Regions from separate parts of the Zea mays genome. Here region 2 is linked to region 1. The links are chromatin contacts, called in public Hi-C maps. All regions are on one chromosome and are shown on one strand. Each heading gives the region's core, a stretch centred on a gene start, on an enhancer-like site or on the middle of the called end of the contact. The rest is flanking DNA. Distances are from core to core; before and after follow the strand shown. Region 1 holds the start of LOC111828497. Region 2 holds the start of LOC100126935 (FAD/NAD(P)-binding oxidoreductase family protein).

Region 1 (6,086 bases), core at 456-2,955:
TAATAAACCTTGGACCGTTTTTTCTACTCATTCTAGTAAAGAGGTTCAGAAGCTCTTTGAGGCGGCTGTGGTTACAGTAGTGGGGGATGGTACCAATACACTCTTCTGGAAGGACAGATGGTTAATTGCAATAGGAGTGTTAGTAAGATTGACCCCTCTTGTAGCCATGGTCCCTAGAAGAAGGATCAACAAAAGGCTGGTCAGTGATGCCCTAACTTTTAGAGTGTTGCTGGAATTTTTTGAGCTGTATCATGTTCTTGAGGATGTTGTTCTGCAGCCTGGAGTGCCTGATTCTCACTTGTGGAAGTTTTCATCATCTGGATCTGTTATGACCGACAGCCTAGCTGCCCTAATAAAATCAGTTAGTTTGTTTAGATGGATAACTATCAGTTAGTTTGTTTAGATGGATAGGGATAAGGAGTTTGTTTAGATACATAAGGATTGGGTTTGTTAAGATATTAGATAAGGATGGCTGCTATCTCAGCCCTATAAATGTACCCCTTCAATCAATGAAAGATTAAGCAAGCAAATCATCTTGCTAGGCTTCCCCCTTTCCTTGTGACTTGCATAGTTGGATAGAAGCCACATATGCAATACATTCATCCAAATTGTTTTGCTTAGAAATACATACATCATTAAGTAAACAACTGCAACACAACATCCTCGAGCTACATGTATCAGCAATTCAGCACAGAGGAAATTGGAATAGAGAGTCAATCGACTTGAAGCTCACAAGAAGTTTAATAGGATTGGCAGGAACCCACATAAAACATGCAATACGCCACAGCACCAAAGTATCTAGAACCTCCCCTGAATTAAAGGGTTTAGGGTTTCTAGGGACTAATTTTTAGTCCCTCTATTTTATTCCATTTTTGTCCCTAAATTGCTAAATACGGAAACTAAAACTATAATTTATTTTCTGTATTTGACAATTTTGGGCTACAATGGAATAAAATGAAGGTACTAAAAATTAGTCCCTACAAACCAAACACCCCTAACTACACCTATAATACTCCAATTTCGCACTACAGCACCAATAAGAATCTTAATACTACCAATTACTCAGCCAATTCAAGAATCATACCGTTGCCCACCCGCCATCGTTAACAGATGAAACCTTCACACGGTTGCTCGTATCATCTCCCTCCTCATCCTCAGCCACGCATCCCTCGCCGCGCCCCACAGGGGGCGGCGGCAGTGGCGCGCTGGTGTCCTCGTTCAGCACGATGCGAAGGCCATCATCGCTCTCATCATCGCTGCTGCTGTAGCCCTCGGTCCCGTCGCCCAAATCCACCGCCTCGTTCTCGTCGGGCTCCGGGAACTCCCCCTCGCCGTCGGTGAGGGGGTCGGAATCCCTCGCGTTTGAGCCGCCACTCTCCCCTGCGGCAGCGAGCGCGGCGGCGACCTGCTCGTCGAGGTCCGCGTAAAGGTCCTCGACGTCGTCGACATTGTTGTCGTTGGTGGATACACCGAAGGCGGCGGCCGCGTCCAATGGGTCAGCCATAGAGCGGCGCAGCAGCAGAGGGAGCACGTGTGAGGTACTAATTGCTAAGAAATTGGTGGCGCGCGGACGAAGGTTGCACAAAAACCTTGGACCTAAAACCCTAGAACTTGTGGGGGCATTCAGGCTAGTGGCAGTGGGTGCCCAGATTGCCGATAGGACCTGAAGTGCGGCGTTGTCTCAAACTTCTCAAGGGTGACGGGCCGCATTCATACGGATATTTTGGGCTCCGGTAAATGCTACAGGATTCTGCAGATTTTTCGTGAAATTGAATGGATTCAAAGGGTGGGGCAAAATTTTAGACTTGATTTGAACTCAATCTAGTTGCTTGTTTGTTAACTTAAATTACTAAGAGTATACGCAAATTTTACTCTTCCCTCTTTAGAGCATATCCAAGAGACTTTTTATTTTTAGCTCTTTGTTTGACTGTCTATTTAGGTAGTGTTTGGTTCCAGAGTCTATTTGGATGGAATGGCTCCGTTCCAGATTCTAAGAACAGAATGGCTCCGTTCTGTGTTTGACAGTTAGAACAGAGTCACTCTATTTTTTTGTTTGGTTCTAGAATGAAGTAGAATGGAACAACCCATTCTGTGTTCAATTATAGAGTGGATAGAATAGATCTTCTCCATATATATACACAAAAATAATAATATTACTAATTCAAACAAAAAATAATATAATTACAATACGTATATGGTTTTCACGGTCATAAATGTGGAGATAAAAAAATTATAATACTTTAAGCTATTAAAGACTAATGAGTAATGACTAGATTTGACAGAACAGCCCGCACGATTTACATAGTTTAGAACAGAGACGCTACGACGGGAGGGGAGAGAACAGGGGCACAGCCCCACGCTGCGACTGGAGAACTCGAGCGTATAGGTTCGAGTGTTTTTCTGGAGCCCAGAGATGCAGTATATTGAATGAATATTCTCTTTTTGGAGCCTATCGATTCTACGTAGAATCAAACCAAACACGCTATATACTATAATAGAGTGGCTCCATGACCCTATACTCTGGATCCAAACGCTACCTTATATCCAACAGACTATTTATCTAGTTTTACTAATCAGATGGCTAGCTAAATTTAGCTAGTGAGAGCTAATTTAGATAATCAGATAGCTTAACGAGTCAGATAGCTAGTCTGTTACAGAGTTATTTTGTTGTTGAATAGTCAATATTTGGCTTAACGAGCTATTTAACTAGTTTTTTAAGATGCTCTTAAGGATTAGTTTGGAAGAAAGGGTGCTAAAACAAGGGAGCGAAAACCTCCCATTTTAAACTAAATTTTTTATTTAAATAGAATTGCTATGGATTGCTCATCGTAGGAAAAGACAGGGATCCTACGGGCACGGGGCAGATCTTTCAACAAATCAGCGTTATCATAGAAAAAATTCACTTCAGCATTCGAACCAAATTTAGATATATTCAAATATTATGCAACCAATGAAACAATCGTCAAAGTCATGAGCCGCCAATAACCGGTTTGATGTATAGCATATAGAAATTGTTTCCTACGATAAAAACCGGCAGTCTGTAATTAAATTATGTATCGTGTATGCTTTCAATATCTCCCTATACTGGATCACAACAACCCGGTTCAAAACTTCAATGCAGCAATCTGTCAACTTTGGAGGTACAATGGTGGAACAGATGAAACATTGTTGCTTGATGCTTCGCCTAATCTCAATTCCAATCAATGGCGTTCTTCAGCAAACTGGATCTGTTCAAGTGGTGTAAACTGGGCAGTGCTCCTGTTCCTAGAAAATCGGTAGCCCACAAAGATGGACATGCAAATGGCTACCACTGAAAGAAGTAAAGCAAAGCCAGTTGCAGCATCCCAAGAGCGATTAGGAGCTGGACGGTAATACGTAGCTTCGGACGAAGGTTGTATATCCAAAACCAACCAGTTGCAGCTGGCTGAGTAATGATCGGAGTTGCTCCATGCTTTGCCATCGTCTGGGTACCACAAGGCTACGGACATATTGCTGGGACGTCCTATTGTGAATTGTGCATCCTGCATCACCAAAAGAGCATTTGATTACTGTATTTGGTTAGGGTAAATACAGTAAAACATAAAACTTCAAGCAGGTTAAATTGACATAGAAGGTTTCATATCAGTCAGTTCACATTTTTTAAATAGGTACGCATACAGATCGGCCCATCATAAGTACAGATGAGGTAGATTTGTCAAAGGTTCAAAGCATACTAGGCACAAGATGCATGTGGCCTGTGGAAGATATGTATGTCTCTCGAGCGTATAAAAAGCAAAAATCTGACTACTGGACCAGTTCAAGTCCTGAAGGAGATACGGTACAAGACCGGGTATCTCTTGCAAAACACGGGATGAAGTTCTACTCGGTTTCGATCTCTGTTCGATTTGTACTCAGATTGTAACCTGATGAAATCTGCATCACATAAATGACTTGTAACTCTAGCCCCTATAAATAGAGCTAGGAACCCTCCATAGAAAATTGCGGATACACCCAAGGCATCATCTGAAGAAATCTAAAAACAGACACATCTAGAGACAACTAGCAAAGTGTCCATATGTTGGTGAGGTTTCCATCTATGTTTTGAGTATATAGTATAAAACACAAAGATATGTGTGTTTTGTTGATTAAGTGTGTGTGAATGTGGGTTTGGAGCAAACAACCATGGTTCAAATCCTCATTTGTACACAATAGTTTTTTTACCATTTAAATGTGGGGGATGGACCATCCCGGAAGTTGTCCCCTCTGCAGTCAGGACAATGAGACAGTTCAACATCTCCTGGTCGGTTGTGTTTTTGCTAGGCAAGTTTGGTTTTCTATCTTGGAGATGGTTGGTCTCCAATTTTTCTCCACATCTCCAGATGTGACAGTTTTTCAAGATTGGTGGTGTACAACTGTGTCTTCTGCCAATAGAAAATCATTTAATTCATTGGTTCTGTTGGTGGCTTGGTGGTTGTGGAAGCACCAGATTTAATTCATTAGATTTTGGTTGTCGTAAGGTGGTTCTCTATATCTCGATCTATGTAAGGCATGTATCTTTCTCCTAATTAATATAATGATATGTAGCTCCCATGCGTGTTCGACAAAAAAACATGATAGTACAGACACTCATACTAAAAAAAACTCGACCTGCGGAGGGTAAGACACCCTCAGGCATTGTATTAAGAAGAAGACCTCCTCACACGGGTCGAGAAAACCCCCCCGAACCCCTGCCCCATTCATACACAACGACACCGTAGCCCATGTGAGAACGACCTCGGCCGGGGGCCGGGCTTTAGGCCTGTGCTTTGTCGTAGGATAGACGAGGGGTTTTTTTAATCACAGCCTAAAATTCGCTCTCACGGGAAGTCAAACCTAGAACCTGAGGAGTGCTACTCAGACCATCTAACCAACTCGGCTAGAGCCTAGAGGCCCTTTCACCAGACACTCATACTACAATATCTTGAATGTAATGTGTTAGTGGATAAGTACCTGCTGAAATTGATCCATTGTTCTTAAGGGTCTTGAAAACTCAAAATAATATGTACCCTTCTCATCTTGTTGTCCATAAGGATTATCGTCATCAACAAAGCCTGGGAGAAGATTTCAAAAAAACATTAGACAATAAATTTTAACTTACATGTATTTGCCATATGGTGAACATTCAATTAAGGTATACTGATGACTAGCCAGGTTAAGAGAGCTTATGTTTCCATATTATTGCAGTGGAAGTCCATTGCTTTTTAAAATAAATATATATACGCAGTTGGAGATAAGGGGCATTAAGAAGAATAAAGCATGCAAACTCAAGTTGTCAACTCTCAGAAGCTGATCTCCATATGCTATATTCTTTAGAATTCATAACCAAACCAAGTACGAAGTAAAGATAAAAGAGAAACGAGTCTGATGGTATACCTGAATGGAAGGTCAATGAACTGTGCCACCAAGCCCCATGCCAATCATTTTGAGCATTTGAATTGTTCTCTGAAACAATTTTTGTCCCAAAACAAAGTTCAATAAAAAAAGGTAGTAGGAAAATAACCAAACATATAATCCATACATGATGGTTTCTAAATTTTATAAGCATGTTTACCTTTAGGGCCCACTCCATCGAGGTATCGGCAATGTGGATTCCATGCATAGACATCAACAAGGTGACCAAATCTAAATAAAGAGATACTCTAACCATAAGTTTCTACAATACATAAGTACGCGATCATCATGCAACAAAATAGAACATAGTTACCTGTCGTTTCCATTCCCAGCTGCATTGTCTATGTGATTGCCACCGTAAAGTCGTCCAGGGATAGCATTTCCAATTGAGAAGTGCATAATGTCAACCTCATGACCTCTACAACTTTTACTTGTGCATGAACCTGGCATATCTTTGCATCCTCCCATCTAAAAATGCCAAACAATGTTCAGCATACATTATAAAATGACCAAAAATAAAGAGTGCAAAAGGCATTGTCCAGAAATACAAAAAGGAGCTAGTATATATAATGATTAAAAAACTCAATGCATGCATGAAATTACACTTGTAATGGTTCATAGCTGGAAGCAACCAAACTTACATTGTAAAATGTGGCTTTCTCTCCAACTTGGAACAT
Region 2 (5,463 bases), core at 1,653-4,152, 290 kb after region 1:
ATCCACAGTAATCACACTATTTTTTGTGTTAACCATATGCTCTTTGTGGATGGAAGGCTGCTGCTGGTGGATGCAAGCTTTTGTATACGAAATAAGAGATGGAGAACGTTGGTAATATATAAAAGGATCTGAGTTTAACATTTGTCTTTTGTATATGCAAGCTTTTGTAATAGGCTCTCAAATTGCAGCAAACACGTGTAGCTTTGTTCCATTTAATTGCTTTATTAGATGTATGCATTGTCTTCTCTGTTCTTTGTAATTTCTCCTAAAAGAAGCAGCTGCTAACAGTAAGACTTGGGGAGGGAAAGAGAAAAAAACATATGGCTTTGATCCTAGCCATTCATGGCCTTTTGAATGAAACAGATACAGCTACTGCATAGATTCCAGTAGCAGTTGCTACTGTATCTGATCCAGGTCCTAATGTTTTAGCACATTTGTCTGATTCCCTCAATGAACTTTGCTCCGCTCAACGCTACTGCCTAACTCAGAAGCGCGAATTGGAACATCGATGAGCAAGGGGGGCACGAGGTCCGTACCGAATTTGGTGAGGAGGAATGAGAGGACGAGCCCAACAGGGCCAGCTCCGACGATGAGTACGGGCAGATGTGGCGCGTCGCTCCGGCCTCCGCCGCCGGCTAGTGTCGACAAGAGTGGGCTTTGGCAACGGCGGAGCCACAAGAGCGCGCCCCGGTGCGTGGAGAAGAGCCCCCCACGCCCACCTCTGGTGATCGACGGCATAGATGTGATCGATTCGATTGGGGGCGTATGGCCTTCAGCGTCGGTGGTGGAATAGGCTGCAACCTGCAAAAGGGGTTCATGGGTTTAGAAGGGAGAAATTTAGAATTTAACCATTAGGCTCGCTCTAACCATTCCCCCTCTTATCTTCCTCTATTTGTACTTTGTATGCATTTTTAAATAACTTCCCCTCTTTTATTTCTCCCCTTGTTTCACCTCCTCTCCAATCAATTCCCCTATTCGGCTCCCCTTTATACTTTAAGTGGACTATTTGACATTTATATATCAGTTTCTAAAGTTTAAAAAATCATATAATGTTTTTAGTACAGTGACACATTGTTATTTGGTAATTAAAATTAAAAACAATTAATTTCACATTAAATATCATTCTCTATCTCTACTAACTATTAAGACAATAGTGTAGACCATCCTCGTGCCCCCGCCTCCCCTACGAAAGCTGCCTCCGCGCATGCCCAGTGCCGCCCCGCCCTCCCTGCATGCATCGCAGCCTTGCCTTGTGGGGCTCGCCCTCCCCGCATGTCGCGCTCACGCAGCGTCAGAACGCAACCACATGTCGCGCCCCCAAGAACCCCAGTTTCAATTCTTCGGAAGTCTTAGAGCTTGCAGGGACGGGACGGACGGAACGGCAATGCGCAAAGGCGCCGCCTCCGCGCGCGGCTCCGGGAGCACCACGCCGGCACAGCGAAACCTCCTCTCCGCGCGACCGAACTCAGATCTCGCCGCCGCCGAGCTTCAGAAGGACGGCTCCGAGCTCCAGGGGGGGGGCTGCTTTCCGCCGCCGCGACGCACATCCGACCGCTGCCACCGCCGGAGGGGGAGAACTACTGAACTAGGACCGCGGAGCACCTCCACCGCTGCTACTGACGGACACTGCTTCCTTCTCGTGCCTGCAACCGTGGCCCCGGCCCACTCTGTGCAGCAGGGGAGGAGGAGGTCGCCTTGCTTCGCTTTGCTTCTTCTGTCTTCCTCATGAGCGCAGAGCCTAGAGGGTCTCCCTCGGGGCTCAGCAGCTGGCACATGACGCTGGCGCTGGCATCGATATCCATCCGACGAAATTTAGCCGAACCCCGAAGCAAAATCTAAGATTAAGCTAGCGCAACAAGGGGATTAGCAACTGTTATGCTCTGAATAGAAGCGTGGGAAGAGAAGAACCTGATGCAAGTGAGCGAGCGTACCAGTAGAGGAGGAAGAGGGCGGCGGCGGCGGAGCAAGCAGCTTCTGCTGATGAACCCTGTGAACACGTTGTCAATAAGTAAGAAGAGAAAAAAGAAACTAAATAAGCAATTTGAACTCGAGCTCTGTTTTGAAACACAAGGGAACTGGCAGAGAGGGTCTCGTCTCTCGTGGAGCGCATTGGAAGCAGCAGCCAACAGACACAAAATCCTCCACCGTTTACATGGAGAAACACGAATGGCGGTGGCCGGTGGATACAGATCAGCGTCTGCAGCCAGCAGCACCCCTGCCGAAGCCGCGAAGCACTGGGTACGTACGGGGACTCCGGTAGCAGACTAGATCTCATCTCTTGTTTCTTTCTGCGCCAGACCGATAAACGGAATAACAAGAAGAAGAGCACGAACGAAGGGAAGGATGGAGAAGCTTCTGTTTTTCCGCCGCCGCCGCAAGGAAGGAACGGAATCGGTGCCAGAGTTGCAACGCATGCACGCACAAGTAGCATCCGCGGGCATCCCGAGAGCCAAGGCTTTCCCTCCATCGAATTTTCAGCGCCGAATCCAGCGATACAGAGAGGAGGAGGCGCCAAACAGCACAGGAAGGAAGGAAAGGGAGGAGAAAGCGAGGAGGAGGCGTAGCTCACCGGCGGCAGCGGGGCTGGGGAGACGAGGAGGCCCGGACGGATGCGGCGGCCGCGCGCGGGAAGGGAGAGGGATGAGGGGCGGCGGCGGCGGCGGCGGCGGCGGCGTCTGGTGAATGGTGTTGGTGGTGTGCGGCTATGCGCAGGGAGGGGGGAGATGGGAATCGAGCACGCGAGGTGAGGGGGCAGCCGGCGGCGCAGCAGCGCAGGCGGCATATAACTATAAAAATAATCTCTACTAACCATCCTCGTGTCGCCGCCTCCCTACGAAAGTTGTCTCCGGGCATGCCCAATGTCGCCCCCACCCTCCCTGGTCCTGCATGCATCGTCAGTCTTGCCTTGTGGGGCTCACCCTCCCCGCATGTCGCGCTCACGCAGCATCCACATGTCGCGCCCCCACACCGCCATCTGACGCAGCATCATCCCCTTCTATCCTCATATCTCTACTATTTCTTAAGAACAGAGCGTAGGTGTCCACACCGGTATAGTGCATGGTTCTGCCTCCCACCCCCGACATCCTCCGCTCCGCTCCAATCCTGGATGGTGGTCGCACTTTCATCGCCGCCATTAACGGTCTCATTCCCACGTCCGCGGCCGCCCCCGCAATCAACTCCAATGCCCCCGCAATCCCTTTTCAATCCCGGCGCTCACCTTCCATCGACGAAGCGACTCTTCCTCGCACCTCGTTATGCCCACCCCGACCATGACAAGTGGCCCTTAATGGCAGCGTCCCCCCTGCACTTCCTCGCGCTTGCGTCCCAACAAACACCTCTCCATCTAGGGTTGTCGCCGCCCGATCCAGCAGCCATGGTGACGCCCCTCTGCCCACCCCTGCCGCTACGAGAACATTTAGGTTGTCGGTCGCACGGTTCCCCGTGCAACGTGTCCCTTCTCCTCCGTCACTGCCCGACTCCCTCGCGTGGACAGCGTCGCACAACACAGGAGAGCGGGCTGCTGCTTCGTTCCGGGTCAAGGTGAGCCTCCCTCTCCCTGATCTGACACGAAGTGTTGAGCGTCTCGTGGGCGTGCTCGTCGTCGTGGAGGTCGAGCCAGCACTCGAGCGGCTGTCCGGAGGCGACGCGCGCGGCGGTAACAGATCCAGCCTAGGTCAAGGTGAGCCCCCCTCCCCCTGATCGAGCACGAAGTGATGAGCGTCTCGTGGGTGTGCTCGTCGTCGTGGAGGTCGAGCCAACACTCGAGCGGCCGTCTAGACTACAGTCCGAGCTGCTTAGAGCTCTCCTCGCGTGGGACTGTGCCCATTAGCATTTCATCGAGCACATGAATGCTTATGGTCGCTTAACTGCTCCGATTTGTAGGTTGTGGTCCATATCCGGTCGCTTAGCAGCACTAAGGTGTCGCTGCAGGGGAAGACGCGGTGCGTTAGATATGAATAGAATCAGAGCCTTACCTAGATTGGACACCTGAGCCCGATTCACTTTCGACCTTGACACGGACGAACATGTCACGCATGTCTCATGTTACTCTCGCTTCTCAATTTAGCATTCGCCCTTCTTTCCTTCTGCTGACTTTTTTTGTGTTGACTGTGCAAAAATGTGCAACTTCTCCGTTTTCGTGTTGTTCATGATGATGGACTTAATTGGGAGATTATTTGACGGACTCAAAATTCAATCAAGAAGTTTATGTGAGCAGTTTAGTATCTGAATTTTGAACAAGGATAACCATTAGGATGGCATGTTCAAGGTTGTCGCGGTGCCCATGGTGGAGAACTGCATAGTTAGCTATAAGAGCCGCATTCTTGCTTACAGACAACTAAATTGTAGGTTTAAGTTGTTGATCGCTGTTGTAAATACTCAAGTTATAAGATTGCAGTGTTATGGGTTTACCTTTCAATTAATTACAAATTTGTCTACTTCTGCTAGACAGGAAGCGAAAAATTACAATGCTTGGTGACATAGAAAATGGAACACGGAGGAACAACACACTAGACATCATCTACCTAGTGCATATTATAGTGATGTTTGTTGTTCCAAATTTATGTTTCATACAAATTTTTTACTTCCGTCGCAACGCACGGGTACATACCTAGTGATTAGTGAAGAGGGGGATATTAGTGCTCCCCTCTTCACGCGAGGAGATTTCTGACACACAGAAAACAGGGGAGGAAGAGGGTGAAGCGTTGGAGTAATGGAGGGAGTACGTACATACAGTATAGAGGGGGGGGTGAACGATCGAGTGGATTGTTGGAGTGAGCCTTATGATGTGTGGTGTATGTAAACAGGTGTGTCAGGTGTTTGTGTGCGTTAGAGGGTGTGTGTTTTGGGTGTGTTTCTTGTTTTCCTGTCCAGGCACTGACCCTTCTTTCTTCTATATGTAGTTCTCCTCTGTTTTTAAGAAAAAAACGAAAGTGGACTTTTCCACTTTATCATTAATCGAGTGGGCTTCGATCTAGTGCCGTTATAAAACTTGGCCTAAACGCTAAAATGTCTTTTGGCTATTAAAAAACAAAAATTGATTTAATTGGGTTACAAGAGATTTACCCTTGCCTCATCATCCATTTTCTCATTCCTCCATGTGTTTCCCACCTAACCCCACCCTGAATCCACCATGGCCACCGGCTCTGGGCATGACCTGGCCGCAGAAGTGCAGCTCCCGACGTCGATCGTCGTTGGACCAGGCGATGAGGATGTCGCGCGTAGGGCTGGAAACGAGCCGAGCTGAGTCCAGCTCAGTCTGACTCGGCGCGAAAGCGAGCCGAGCTCGGCTCGGTCCTTTGGCAAGCTCGCCAATGAGGCTCGTCTCGGCTTGTTACAGGCTCGCGAGCTAGTCAAGCATATGCTCGACTGCTACACTACAATAACCAAAAAATGTAAACTCCAAATGAAATCAATCATAGCTCATGATAAAATTTGAAAGTTCATAACTATAAAATGAAATTA

The links. A called contact is a pair of places that touch in the nucleus more often than the background predicts.
Region 2: a contact with region 1 is called in a Hi-C map of tassel, with 2.8 times the contacts expected there. The contact joins the promoter of LOC100126935 here to the promoter of LOC111828497 in region 1. A contact is called at or near these places in 3 of 25 Hi-C or Micro-C datasets (ear, leaf and tassel).

What each region holds. Positions count from the first base shown.
Region 1 is chr1:49,665,221-49,671,306 of Zm-B73-REFERENCE-NAM-5.0, forward strand. LOC111828497 reads right to left here and starts at 1,706. Exons shown (of 9, transcript NM_001360189.1): 1 at 1,085-1,706. The coding sequence starts at 1,504. LOC100273099 reads right to left here. Exons shown (of 8, transcript NM_001147548.1): 3 at 6,051-6,086; 4 at 5,723-5,877; 5 at 5,570-5,640; 6 at 5,392-5,460; 7 at 4,969-5,069; 8 at 2,974-3,521. The coding sequence ends at 3,201.
Region 2 is chr1:49,958,134-49,963,596 of Zm-B73-REFERENCE-NAM-5.0, forward strand. LOC100126935 (FAD/NAD(P)-binding oxidoreductase family protein) reads right to left here and starts at 2,903. Exons shown (of 13, transcript XM_008656813.3): 1 at 2,810-2,903; 2 at 1,932-1,987; 3 at 537-801. The coding sequence starts at 2,888.